Linked DNA regions of Mus musculus: region 2 is linked to region 1. A link is a contact called in public Hi-C data. All regions are on one chromosome and are shown on one strand. Each heading gives the region's core, a stretch centred on a gene start, on an enhancer-like site or on the middle of the called end of the contact. The rest is flanking DNA. Distances are from core to core; before and after follow the strand shown.

Evidence for each region. Hi-C and Micro-C count contacts between places; a contact is called where the count stands out from the background.
Region 2: a contact with region 1 is called in a Hi-C map of double positive thymocytes, with 5 times the contacts expected there. The contact joins two enhancer-like sites. A contact is called at or near these places in 1 of 39 promoter capture datasets (the HPC-7 cell line), 2 of 15 datasets of contacts at CTCF or cohesin (large pre-B cells and pro-B cells), 10 of 484 Hi-C or Micro-C datasets (the C10 cell line, CD4 T cells, CD8 T cells and 4 more) and 8 of 115 datasets of contacts at active chromatin or transcription factors (CD8 T cells, DN3 thymocytes, T-cell acute lymphoblastic leukemia and 5 more).

The regions. Positions count from the first base shown.
Region 1 is chr17:51,404,723-51,410,692 of GRCm38.p6, reverse strand. No RefSeq gene overlaps it. Among named protein-coding and RNA genes, the nearest start is that of C330011F03Rik, 41 kb to the left of the region's middle. Within about 2 kb of position 2,197, at least 90 of the 459 cell types and tissues checked have an H3K27ac peak or open chromatin away from gene starts, as enhancers often do. A contact at or near this core is called in CD8 T cells, the N1E-115 cell line, T-cell acute lymphoblastic leukemia and 1 more, where this site is marked.
Region 2 is chr17:52,459,814-52,465,926 of GRCm38.p6, reverse strand. No RefSeq gene overlaps it. Among named protein-coding and RNA genes, the nearest start is that of Gm27217, 140 kb to the left of the region's middle. Within about 2 kb of position 3,961, at least 28 of the 459 cell types and tissues checked have an H3K27ac peak or open chromatin away from gene starts, as enhancers often do. A contact at or near this core is called in CD8 T cells, the N1E-115 cell line, T-cell acute lymphoblastic leukemia and 1 more, where this site is marked.

The DNA.
Region 1 (5,970 bases), core at 948-3,447:
GTTACCTGGAGTTGCTGGGAATCAAACCCAAACAACATTGGTATAATGGTCTTAACCACAAGGCCTGCTGCCTCAAAAAGACTCCACTTCCATCTTTTTAACCTCCAGGCCTTTAACTGGAAGTTGTGCCATCCTTCTGAGCATCAGAAGGAGTTCTTCCCCGAGGTTCTATTAACCACTCACTCACTACAGGACCAGGTGTTTCCTGGTCCACTCTCTGGGCATCTTCAGTTTAAAATCTCCCTGGCCTTACCAAGGAACCTGAATGATTAACAGGCTTCAAGATCAGGTTCTTACCAGAACTGGAACCACCTAGCAATTAGCTTGGTACCACTGACCAAAACTCAAAACTTTCTGAATTATATCTGTCAATACCTAGTCCCCATTGTTGTTGTTGTTGTTTGAAACCTCTTTCCTAAACAGATTTAGTCTGATACAAATAATATCCCCAAATATTCTACTCTGCTTTACCAAGCCGCGACACTCAGAAGGAATCTTGACCTTGACCTTGACCCATCCTGAGGAGGTCTCCCAGCAAGAGCCTTGTGATGCTGTTAGCGGATGCCTGTGGTTCAGACTTGCAGGCTTTGAGGTGGGGGAGAAGAAAAGAAACCCAGAGGAGGGCAGCAGGACACAGAGAGAGAGAGAGAGAGAGAGAGAGAGAGAGAGAGAGAGAGAGAGACAGAGAGAGAGAGAGACAGAGACAGACAGAGACAGAGAGAGAGAGACAGAGACAGAGACAGAGAGAGAGACAGAGACAGAGAGAGAGACAGAGACAGACACACACACACACACAGAGAGAGAGAGAGAGAGAGACAGCAAGGAAGACAGAACACTCACACAACGGCCCTCTACCTGTACCTCACGATGCCAGCCAGAGGCCCTACATGTGTCCTTGCCAGGAGAAACAACTTGGTATTTTTGGGAAATGCTGATTCTAGGGATTAATTTCTAAATGTTTGGAACAAGATGGGGAGTGCTCTTAAAAAAATACAAGTTGAAATGAAATACAGCTCATTTATTAGCATCTGAAACAAGAATGCATATTGCCCACACACTAAGTACCTTTAAAGTTATGTATCAAATGAACAACAAAAGTCTAATGTATTTTACTTTCTTGACAAAAGCAAGAAAAAACGAGAAATCCCTACTTTCACAATCTGCAAGCGATACCATGTGAGCCGATTACCAAGGCGTTCCAGAGTTTTAAGGGGTACAGGTAGGTACTTAAGCTCTATTAGCTTCCTGATAAATCCATTTCTAACTAGACCTCAGAGAGATGCTGGGATATCGGAAGCATATAAATGCAGCTTGGTAGTTAGCACTGGACACCACCACACAGTTAAAAGTGGCCTGTATATGTATTTTTAAACCTCTTTTTGTCTTGAAGAATGGAAGCTTTCCCTTTTCTTTGTCTAGAAAGGTCTTCAATCAGAGAAATCCTCTTTCCTTCGCCTGTCTCCAGTCAGATCCTAAGGCCAGCCTCACTCATCACTCCCTAATCCTCAGGCAGCACCCTTTCGTGCCTGTACTGGGATCGGTTCTCTTCCTGAGACCCTGCACAGACTTGTTTCCCTGCTTGCAGTTAGAGAAGGGGCCAGAAACTCATGCCCCACGTTTCACTCCCCAACTCTACAAGGCACAGTCAAACCCCTAGGACAAATTGCTGAGTGCTCCAAGTCTCAATTTCCCAGTCGTCCCATGGGTTGGCTCAATGGACATCTTCTCAGCCACACCCTAAAGCCCTAATAGCTGACAGGAGATGAGAGATGAGTGGAGCCATGCTTATGAAAAGCTTGGCACTCTTTAGTGGAGACACACTGTTTAATTACAAGAAAATGTATTCATGGGTCAAAGAGTCCCCCCACCACCCCACCACCCCACCGCACCTCCATTTTTAGTGAAAAATCCTGGAAGTGCTACAAACTGAAGCTTGTGTGTACATTTTGCACCTGTGGCAGGAGAAATGTTTATCTAAAGAGGACACACTGAAGTGTGGTTAGAACAAGAGAAGAAATGAAAAGAAAGGGAGATCGCTATCAGTCTTGCTGACACTTAAAGTGAAAGGGAAACGGAAGGGAGAGGGGGAGGGGAATAGGAGGGGGAGGGGCAGTGTCATGGAGAGAAAACAGGAAACAGGCATCAAGGTTTAAACTTAGACAACAGCATGAGCCACACACCATTATGGCCCAGCCTCATCCTGTCTTTCTGTTATCTAGGCTGAGTATACTCTGCTTCACACAGATGAGAGATCAGAGCTTCCAAGAGTACAGCTTCACTCATGGGCAACACCAGAGCTAGTTTACAGCAGCGATAGGAACACAGCCCCGTTTCTGCGACCCTTGGAGAGGTTCCTCCCACCGTGCGTTTGGAACACTGACTGTGTGTTCCAAACCAGGCTGGTACAAAAGTCTACTCATGACTAAGTTTATCGATTTCAAGTACACAGATTGCTGGTGTTATTGGAATTTTCAAGTGTGAGATCTTCAAGGTCATCTTTAAGAAAAATTATAATTCCTTCTATACTAGTTGGGTTCTTCATAATACACTTTAGTTGTTTATTGACCTGCAGAGCACTGTGGTATGGGTCAGATATCTTTGCCTTCTAGGAGCTTATAGTCTTCCTTGAGGGAGGAGAACTTAAATTATCAAAGCTTGAGAGATAGGCCCAGATGAGGACATGGTGATGGTGATAAGGTGTTCAAGGATTTGCTAAAAGAGGTTGGAAGGGATCACTAGAAGGTTGGGGTGGGTTAGCTCCCACCAGCTCCCACTAGTGAGTTCAGAGAGGAAAATAAACATGTGTGACCAGCATTCAGAGCTCTGTACAGGGCACACCATGGATGGGATTTATGGGCATTGAGACAGTGAGTTCACCCGTCTTGTTGGTGCAGAAAATGGGATACATGGCTAAGAAGAAAAGTCCAGACTGGGGAAGGCAGAATGGAATAGAGACTTTATCCTTGAGCTATAAGAAGTCATTGTGACTTTGTCCAGGGTGCAATCAATGTCAGAATCAATGTAGTATGGTGTTCTATCAAGAGGAAAAGCAGTTTAAAGACCTTCTCAGATTGGCAGTGACCCTAAAGAGGTTAAACATGGCTGTCTAATTCATTGTGTCACCAGTGAGCTTTTATCAGTACAAATGGGGAAAAGTAAGTGGCCTCTGATGCTCCCCAAAGACCAAGTATAAAAGCATCCTCCCGATTAGGAGTCATTGAAAAGTAGGATGACGTCCAGTTCTAGAGACCCATCTTGTCCAACCCCTTCCCCCAGACAAAATGTGTGTCCAAAGGAGAATTATCAGACAGAAATCAAAAACAATGTGTGGAAGATGGAGGGCGGAAGTCAGAATTAGCACTACTCAAAAGCTGGCCCAGCCAACAGCCACCATGCTCCCCCCAACACCATCTGCTGCCTCCTCAGTAGAGCTGAGAGGAAATCCACAGGCACATGTGGCTGCTTGTTCCAGCCTGGTTAACAGTTCACCAGGGACAGCCCAAGTCCTTGCGCAACCACAACTGTCACTTGCAAAGAGGAAGAAGAGCACCTGGGGGCTCTGGCCTTAAAATAAGACCCCTGAACCCTCAGATAAACCCACCCGTGTCCAACTTGTCACTTCATAAATTTTTATTACTCTTAACGTTGGACTTCTACATTTCTGCAGTATGGGAAGCAAATCTTTGAGTTGAGTGTGATTTACCACAACCGTTTCATCTTATTTTGTGTTGAGTGTGTGTGTGTGTGTGTGTGTGTGTGTGTGTGTGTGGTGTGTAGACCAGTCCATGCAAGTGCAAGTATATAAGTGTAAGAGAACCTTTAAAAGAAAACTAAATAGCAGTTCATCTGTACCTGGAGCAGGAAAGTCTGTCAATCAAATATAGAGTTTATGTTTAAACAAGTCAAGGTATCATTGGCTCTGCCCCTAAAATGCTCGTCTTCTTGCTCATTTAAGTGTCCCCTCTCAATGAGTATTCTCCTCTAACAAATCAACTAACTCTTGGTCTCTGAAGATCCTTTTCCATCTCTCAGCCTCATTCAACCCTTGCCACACCATGCTAACCCATATGGTACACCTCCATAGAACTGCTAACCCATATGGTACACCTCCATAGAACTGCTACATACATCCCCATGATATCACCGAATTCCTACTGTCTGTCCAAGCTTTGTCAGACATCACCCCCCAAAAAAGAGTTCCAGCTCTCAGGAAACTCATTACCCATTAGAAGAAATCAACACATAGGCAGCTAGCCCAGGAAAAAAAGCCACCAGACAGCTAATGGGACGGATGTGTCAAACATCTGTCTTTTTACTGAAGGGGTAGCCTCATACATCTGACCTCACTAGTGTCTAGCTGTTGCTGACTCTCCACTGACTGACAAGCCAGAAACAACCAGACAGCAGGGCTGGTCAGCAGCCTATAAAGTGGCATTTCCTAATGGTCTCACCTACCCAAGTTCAGAGCCACCTGGGTTCCCATACTTTACAGTTTACAATAGAAAACAAGGACTAGAGGGATGGCTCAGCAGTTAGGAGCACTGAATGTTCTTCCAGAGGTCCTGAGTTCAATTCCCAGCAACCACATGGTGGCTCACACCATCTGTAAAGGAATCTGCTGCCCTCTTCTGGTGTGTCTGAAGACAGCTACAATGTACTTATTTATATACATGAAATAAATAATTCTTTAAAGCAATCTAAAATAGACAATACATTAACAACATGGCAGTAATCAGCAAGGATCAAAAATAAAGGGTTGTGATACAAGAGAGGGCAGCCTGGAGTAGCCAGCAGCAGTCTCAGAGAAGTGTCTGCTGTGTGCCATGTGATAGCTTCAGCCTTATTACTATGTTGGTTTTGTGTTTGTTTGCTTGCTTGTTTTCTTGTCTTCTGTTTTTTAGAGACATGGTCTCTTGTAGTCCAGGCTGGGCTCAAACTTGCTGTGTATCTAAGGTTAGCCCTTCCACTCCTACACTACACAAGACCAAAACTTCTAAAACAGTGCCTGTGGGATTCTTTACATTCTAAACATGGAAAAGAGCTTTCTAGATATGTAGATCAGCTAAACTTTGCCTTTCTACAAGGTCCCACACTACAGTTTGAGAAGCACTTTCATTTTACTTTATATTACTTATATTGTATTTGGCAATCTATAATTATTTAATTGTCATGATTGTAGTTTCCATAAAGGCAAGGGCTGTGCCTGAGCTTGGTGTCCTTACTGCTTTGTCTCCAGAGCTTAAAGCACGCTAAGTGTGTCCAAGAACAAAGAAGGAATTGTGCCTAAGTTCACACACTCACTAAACAGTAGAGTCAGAATCCTTCCCTGGGGCAGTGGCACACACCAGAAATCCTAGCACCCATGAAGTCCTGTCTTTAAAAAAAATAAAAATTGCTTCCCAGGATTCCAAAGGCCAGTAGGTGGCCACCTACTGCTGTTTGAGATCCCCATTCTTCAAAGTCTGGAGCTGTTGGAAGCTGAGGACTTTCAACTAAGACTCTCAACACAATGTCAACTACATCAGTGAGTGTTGGGTTGCTCCTGAGGAGGAGCCCAGTCTCCATCAGAACTTCTGAAGAGCCTGCCGTATCGACTTAATCTTACTGAGAAACACATTGAAAATTAAAACATACCTCTAAGAATGTCTGTGAGGAAATTCCCAGAGATGACTAAGGAGTGGGGAGGGGGCGGGTCTCAGTCTCAGTATAAATGGTGTTATCTTACAGGCTAGGGACTTAGAAGAAAGAGAGAAATGAAGAAAGCCAGTCAACAACGTAGGATATCTCTCTCTCTCTCTCTCTCTCTCTCTCTCTCTCTCTCTCTCCCCTCCCCTCCCCCTCCCCCTCCCCTCCCCCTCCCCCTCCTCTCCTCTCCTCTCTTCTCTTCGCCCACGTTCCTCTCCTTCCCAGGTATATGAGGTGGTCCACTCCTCTCCATCCCAGCCATGATCGACTGCAGCCATCTCCAAA
Region 2 (6,113 bases), core at 2,712-5,211, 1.1 Mb before region 1:
TTAAACTCAAAGAAATACCCCACATCTACCTGCAGTGTGTGCCAACCTCTGGAAACAATGACAGCTCCCACTGCTCCTGTCTACTTGCTTTGTTGTTCCCCGCCCCCTCTCCTGTTTTCAATATCTTTCTGATGTTCCATATGTAATATTGTTACAGGTGCAAAATTGTTCCTTTCAATTCCTGAATGGCTGCACATGTTGAGCGGTAGCGCCGAAGGCCAGCACACTATTACTGTGCATCCAGGCCTCCCTCCCAGTCTGTGGGTCAACAGCATTCTTCATTGCTTGCTAATGCTTTATTGTCTCTTAGTATACATTGGAATAATAATGGTAATTTATGCAGATATTTTGTATGCATAGCAAATAATGAGAAACACCTGCAGAAATTTCCCTCCTTCTCTGAGTTCAGCAACTAATTATATTTTTAAATAATGGCTACCATTGAACACAATTATCCAAATCACTTTAAGTAATGGAATCTTTTTAAGGTGTTTTTGAAATTTTTAGCACAGTTTTTAAACACTCATTTTTATCTAGAAGATGGGAAGGGAAAAAAAGGCTAGTAGGCGGCTTCTTACTCACCCGAATGAACAGTTTCTGCCAAGAATAGATTAGTGGCGGATTTTTCTCTAGTTTCTAGTCTTCATGTTCGAGGTCACAGCCAGCTAATGGCAACAAGGTTTTCTGTAGTCATCTTTCTGATTCTAGCTATTTGCTCGTCTTATCTCCTTCCTCTCTTAAAGTGAAATAAAAAATAATGGAGTTGCTCTGAAACCCATTTTACAATGGACTTTGCCACCTGATTTTCCTCACGGGGATTCAATACTTGAGTGTGGGACAGTAAGAAAACAGTCTTAGATCTTTCTGTGACTTGATTGTCCCTTCTATTCATAAGGCTAAGACAAAGCTGTAGCACCTTTGTAATGATAGAGTACCATAAACCCATGACTTCCAACGTCTTCAGATCATTACATTATCAGGAGTCTCATTCACCACAGAGAAGATGGAGCACGGAAGCAGCCAGACAAGAGAATACCAGTATGAAATGCATACTTTTCTCTTCATATATAAACCCAAGATTATGATCTTACATCAACATTCTGGAAACTTCATGGGGGATTGAAAGATGAGCAGGGAAAGTTCTGCCTTCCTTTTGGACTTGCCTTCATCTCCAGCTTGATTGATGGAAGCAGCTCAACTCTACCTCTTAGTACATTTAATCCTTTCTCTATTCCCATAAGAAATTATTGGTCTAGGGGGAGAAAATTAACTCCTGTTTAAATCATACTACTTTCTGTTAGATTTGGGTTTGTTTGGTCAATTGACATTTGTGGAGTGCTGCTTAAAAGCAAGTGGTAAGAATTCTTGACCCCATGGGAGTTACAACCTGGAGACAGGGAACATGATAAAAAAGCAATCAAATTTAAAATACGGCAGATGAAAATCAAACAATGCCTAATGAGAGCTAATGACAGCACTGTTCATGCATGTATGGGAAATCAAGGAAGTCTCTTAGAAGAGGTGAATGTGACCAGCTCCTGAAGGACAGACAGGCCACTCTGAGCTCCAGTGGACTTGTGCTCAGAAACATATGCTCAGTTGCTCCAATCACATCAAGGCACGACACAAGGGAGGTGAACCTGCCATTTTCCAAAAGCTTAGAAGGCAATAAAAAAAGACTTCTTTTTTACTCTCCGTGAGATTTTGTTCCATGTTTTTCTGTTGTTAAAAATATCCTTTATTAAATCATTGGCTAAACAATCAGTTTCTGAACTGTCTCTAAACTCCATGTGACAAAATAAGAGCTAGAAACTATCTATTCATCTAAGCCCTGAATATTTCACTTAAAATTTGAATGAATTGTTACATCTAAAACTTAGGTCCCTTCAGTTTACACTTTTCCTCTTTCCTTATTTGTTTTTGCTAACTTCCAAGGGCTTCTGTGATCCTTTAAGAGAAAGAAAATGAAGAGCCAGATGGATTTTTGTTGGTTATTATTCTTGTGCAAATGAATTAGATTGCTAATCTCTTGGGGGGGGGGGAGTCAGGGAGAGAGACAGAGACAGAGGGATAGCGACTGAGACTTAGGTAGAGGCAGAGACAGATAAGAAGGGCAAAGTAGAGAGAGACACTGGGTTTGAGGATGGGTTTCCTGCAGAAGTCAGATGATACTAATTAATTTTTTTTAAATGTCCACAAGCTGCTGAGAAGCATGTGCTACGGGGAAACTGCTATAGCCATGCGCCATTCAAACCTGGGTTGTTCTATTGAACAAACAGGCAGAACAAAAGGGAAAGGAATCAGGGGATTGGGCATGGACTCTTTGGGGAGCTTTCGGCCAGGCACCTATTACCTGACAAAGAAACCACATGGAGGACACCTCCCAAGAAACAGTGAAGAAAAGGGAGGGGGAGCTGCTGAAAGCAATGACAGGAAGCCTTAGTTGTTTTGAAGTCCGCTACTTGGAGAAAAGCAAGCCATTCTTTTTAATATTGAAGTTTGGGCTAACTTAAACTGAAGTAGCCCTATTCTCTACTGACCTAGCTGTGCTTCTGACATGACTCATATTGCAAGTGAATGTGAGAGCATCAGAAAGCTTTGTTTGCCCTCAAGAGAAAAAGTAGTATATGAGCAATTACACCTGCATTTGTCTGCGAAATGGGTCAGTAGGTCAGTGTGTCTGCTGCTAAGACTGAGGGTCTGGATTCTGTCCCCGGGATGCATAGAGCAGAGGGAGAAGAATTGACTCCTAAAGCGGTCCTCTGACTTTAACATACATATCCTGGCACAGATGTGCATGCGCATGTTTTACATACGTTACATGTTCATAGGTACAATTAAAAAATAATAATTACTAAAGCTCTGTAGTCTTGATTCCTGGCAACTGACAATGTTGTCCAGGATTGGCAAGACTGCTTCCATTTCTACCCTGAATATTGTTTACCATGTAAAACTTCCAAACAAACTGTGAGGTAAATAAGAATTGTGGCCTGGAAATGCCTTGACAAATACAAAAGCTTTCATTCCTTAAATGGGATCCCTAGAACAGCATTGAGAGAGAATGTTTCTATACCTAGAATTGTATTACACACACACACACACACACACACACACACACACACACTCACACACACACACACACACACACACACACACACACACACATTGCATTCATCTTGTTGCACGGACAGCTACAATTTTTCCTTGATATTTAAAGTCTCATGTATGCAAGAGCAGATTCCTGTCAATGTCGCAGTAGCTTACTTCTCCATTGAATATGATCTTAAAGAGGGGAAAGTCTGTTTAAAGGGGCATCTTCTGGCAGTCGCCACTCTAAGCATGGTTCAACACCGTGAGGACCTGTGCGGGGGCTTTGACAGATGCTACATTAGACCAAGTGTTGTCCCATCAGGAAGTCAGATCGAATAAGTCTATTTGAGAATGGATGAAAGGGGCATGGGAGGCCCATCTGCGAGTAACTGGTCGTGTTGTAGGCTCTTACCCTCAAAGATGAAAATGCCTAAACGAATGAGCACAGTCTAGACTTAATTCTACACCAGAAATGCTCCCTCAGGAGATTATGAATGCTTTGACTTATGGAGTCTAAATACACTTCTGAACCCTATAATGAGAGCCAGACAGCCTTTCCCCCAAATACTCATTAACAACTTCAATTTTTTTTCCCTAAAATACGGACACTACGCTGTTCCAAAGGAAGATTTTTCTCTGCATAAGAGCAATGATGAGCACAGAACAGCTGGGTTCCGCTGTCTCCTCAATCTACAAAGCTTACACCATGCTAAAAATAGGACCAGTGACTGGAACCTGAAGGAAGGGTCTCCAAACCAGGTGCCAGTAGGTATACAGCAGGTTGCACAAAAGTCTAAGCATCAGGAGAGACTTTTCACCGCTCTCGATTTCCTGAACAGCAGTCCTGAAGCCTGGCCACAAGAGGGAACCATTGTTCAAATGTTGGAATCATTTTTTTTTCTTCCCCCTCCCCTCCCCGAGGAACTCAGCCAGCTCAAATCCCTCTTTAATGTAAGAACCTGATCAAAAGGCTTGAACAAAAAAGTAGAGACAGATGTGATCACGGACACAGTTCTATTTTGGATGGCTGAATGATCAGCTTTTAAATACCTGAGTAACCAAAGGTCTGTCATCCAGTAACAGAAACCAGAGAGGCAAGGCCTTGTACTGACAATAGAACGTCGGGCCTTTATTTTATTTCTTTCATTGGTTCTACTTTGTCTGAGCTGAGGAAAACTTTTAAAACCAAACAGCAAATATTAGAATGTAAGGAAACAAACAGAAATGCAGACTTTTAAGCTCAAGATTGTCTCCCGTCTGTAGCAAGTGATAATGCTGATCAGAAACGGGAGAAGGGCGCATGTGTCCTAAGGAGTTCTTGCTTGCAGCCCCGTGAAACAGCGCGACTGGCAAAATGCAGACTAATACGATAGAAGGCATACAGGATGGCTTCCTGGAGGTCGTGTGCCACCAGGCTGGCACAAATCCAGTTTCCCAACCAGAAGAAGGGCAGAATAAACTGGAACGTGCTTGATGCCAGTCGGGCTTTCATAGGAAAACAGATGACGGCTAAGATTATTAATCTTGACAGTTTCCTGATTTATTGGGATGTTGTCATCTTCTCCTTTTGTATAATTTGCCAAATGATCATAGTATTAGACTTAAGGAGGCAGCACCCAGGGCCCCCTTCTTTGGCATTTGCTTCAACAGTAAAACATGAAGGCTTGTTTTGAGGCAAAGGTGGACAAATTGAATTTTCACAGATGTATTATCATTTGAGAAATACCAAGTCATGTTTTATTGTGACTTTTGATGTAAAGATAGCTTTATATGTATTAATTATAGAAAACTGCTCCATTTATTTAATAAATATCAGGCCAAAGGTAAGAAATTTAAAATCGAGGTCTCTAGCAATCAAAAGCAAATGTTACTGCTTAGACTAGGATACTGATAAACAAAGAAAATAATCAGAAAATAGCAGCTAGGTTTAAAAGCCATTCCTCTGCACAGTGATTTCCCAACAAAACAACAACCTGCATGGGAATTCTTTCTTTGAATTGCTCATGTAAAATCACAGAAATAATTTTGAGCTACTTCACCATAGATTCAAAATAAGGAATCATTTGACACATTTTATAAGTGGTTGCCTTCACCAAAGTATTTTTTTATATTCTATTTTTTGTAATCCCTTGCATTTAAAATAGCAACAACAGAAATTAATCTTCAGTTTTTAAAAAGGAATTACAATTAAAGATATTTCCAACTAAAAAGAGACGTTATCCCCAAAACAGGTTTAGCAAACTATAAAATCTCTAAACTTAAAATGCTATAATTGAACCCCCTCCTCTTTTATTAAGAAAAGCCATGTCTGCACCTATGCTTTGAGACATATTATGCAATAAACAGCAATCAGCCTAAAGATGCCATATCAAACAAACCAAGTTTTGTTTTGCTAAACTAAGCAAAATTAGTTGAATGCCCTAAGTAATAGTTGCTGGTATTTTTTTTTCTAAATTATTTCTCCACTTGTTTTTGTGTCTATGCATAAATTAAAAATCTGCTGAAATTTATTATTCATCGGAGATGTAATTAATATGCAAAATTATGCAAATTAAGATGCAATTAGGCTTCAATTCTCTAGTGGAATTTTCCATTATAATTTAATACAAAGTAATAGAGTAATTGGTGTCACGTGTAATTACGGTTACTCACGTGTACTTGCAGACGTGCAAATGATGTGGTATATGTTAGTTACCCTATGCAAATGGATCACACAATCTCTTAATACTTGGGAATGAAGTAAACAAAGATGGTCTTCAAAAAAAAAAAGGGTGAGAGGGACCCCTCTTTATTCTCATGTGCTTACATGAGAACTGTGTGAAAATTGTATCTAATTTCCCTGCCTTTCTTTCTAAGAATTTTTAACTTGGTGTTGTTTGGTGCACTGTTTATTACTTTAGAGAAATAATTTCTAGTTAAAAAAATATTTAAATAGAGTCCTAATAAAGATTCTAATGCCGCATGGATGCTACCAGGGTGAGAGCAAGCAGAGCAGAGCTCTGTTGAGCCGGGCACAGGCTGTT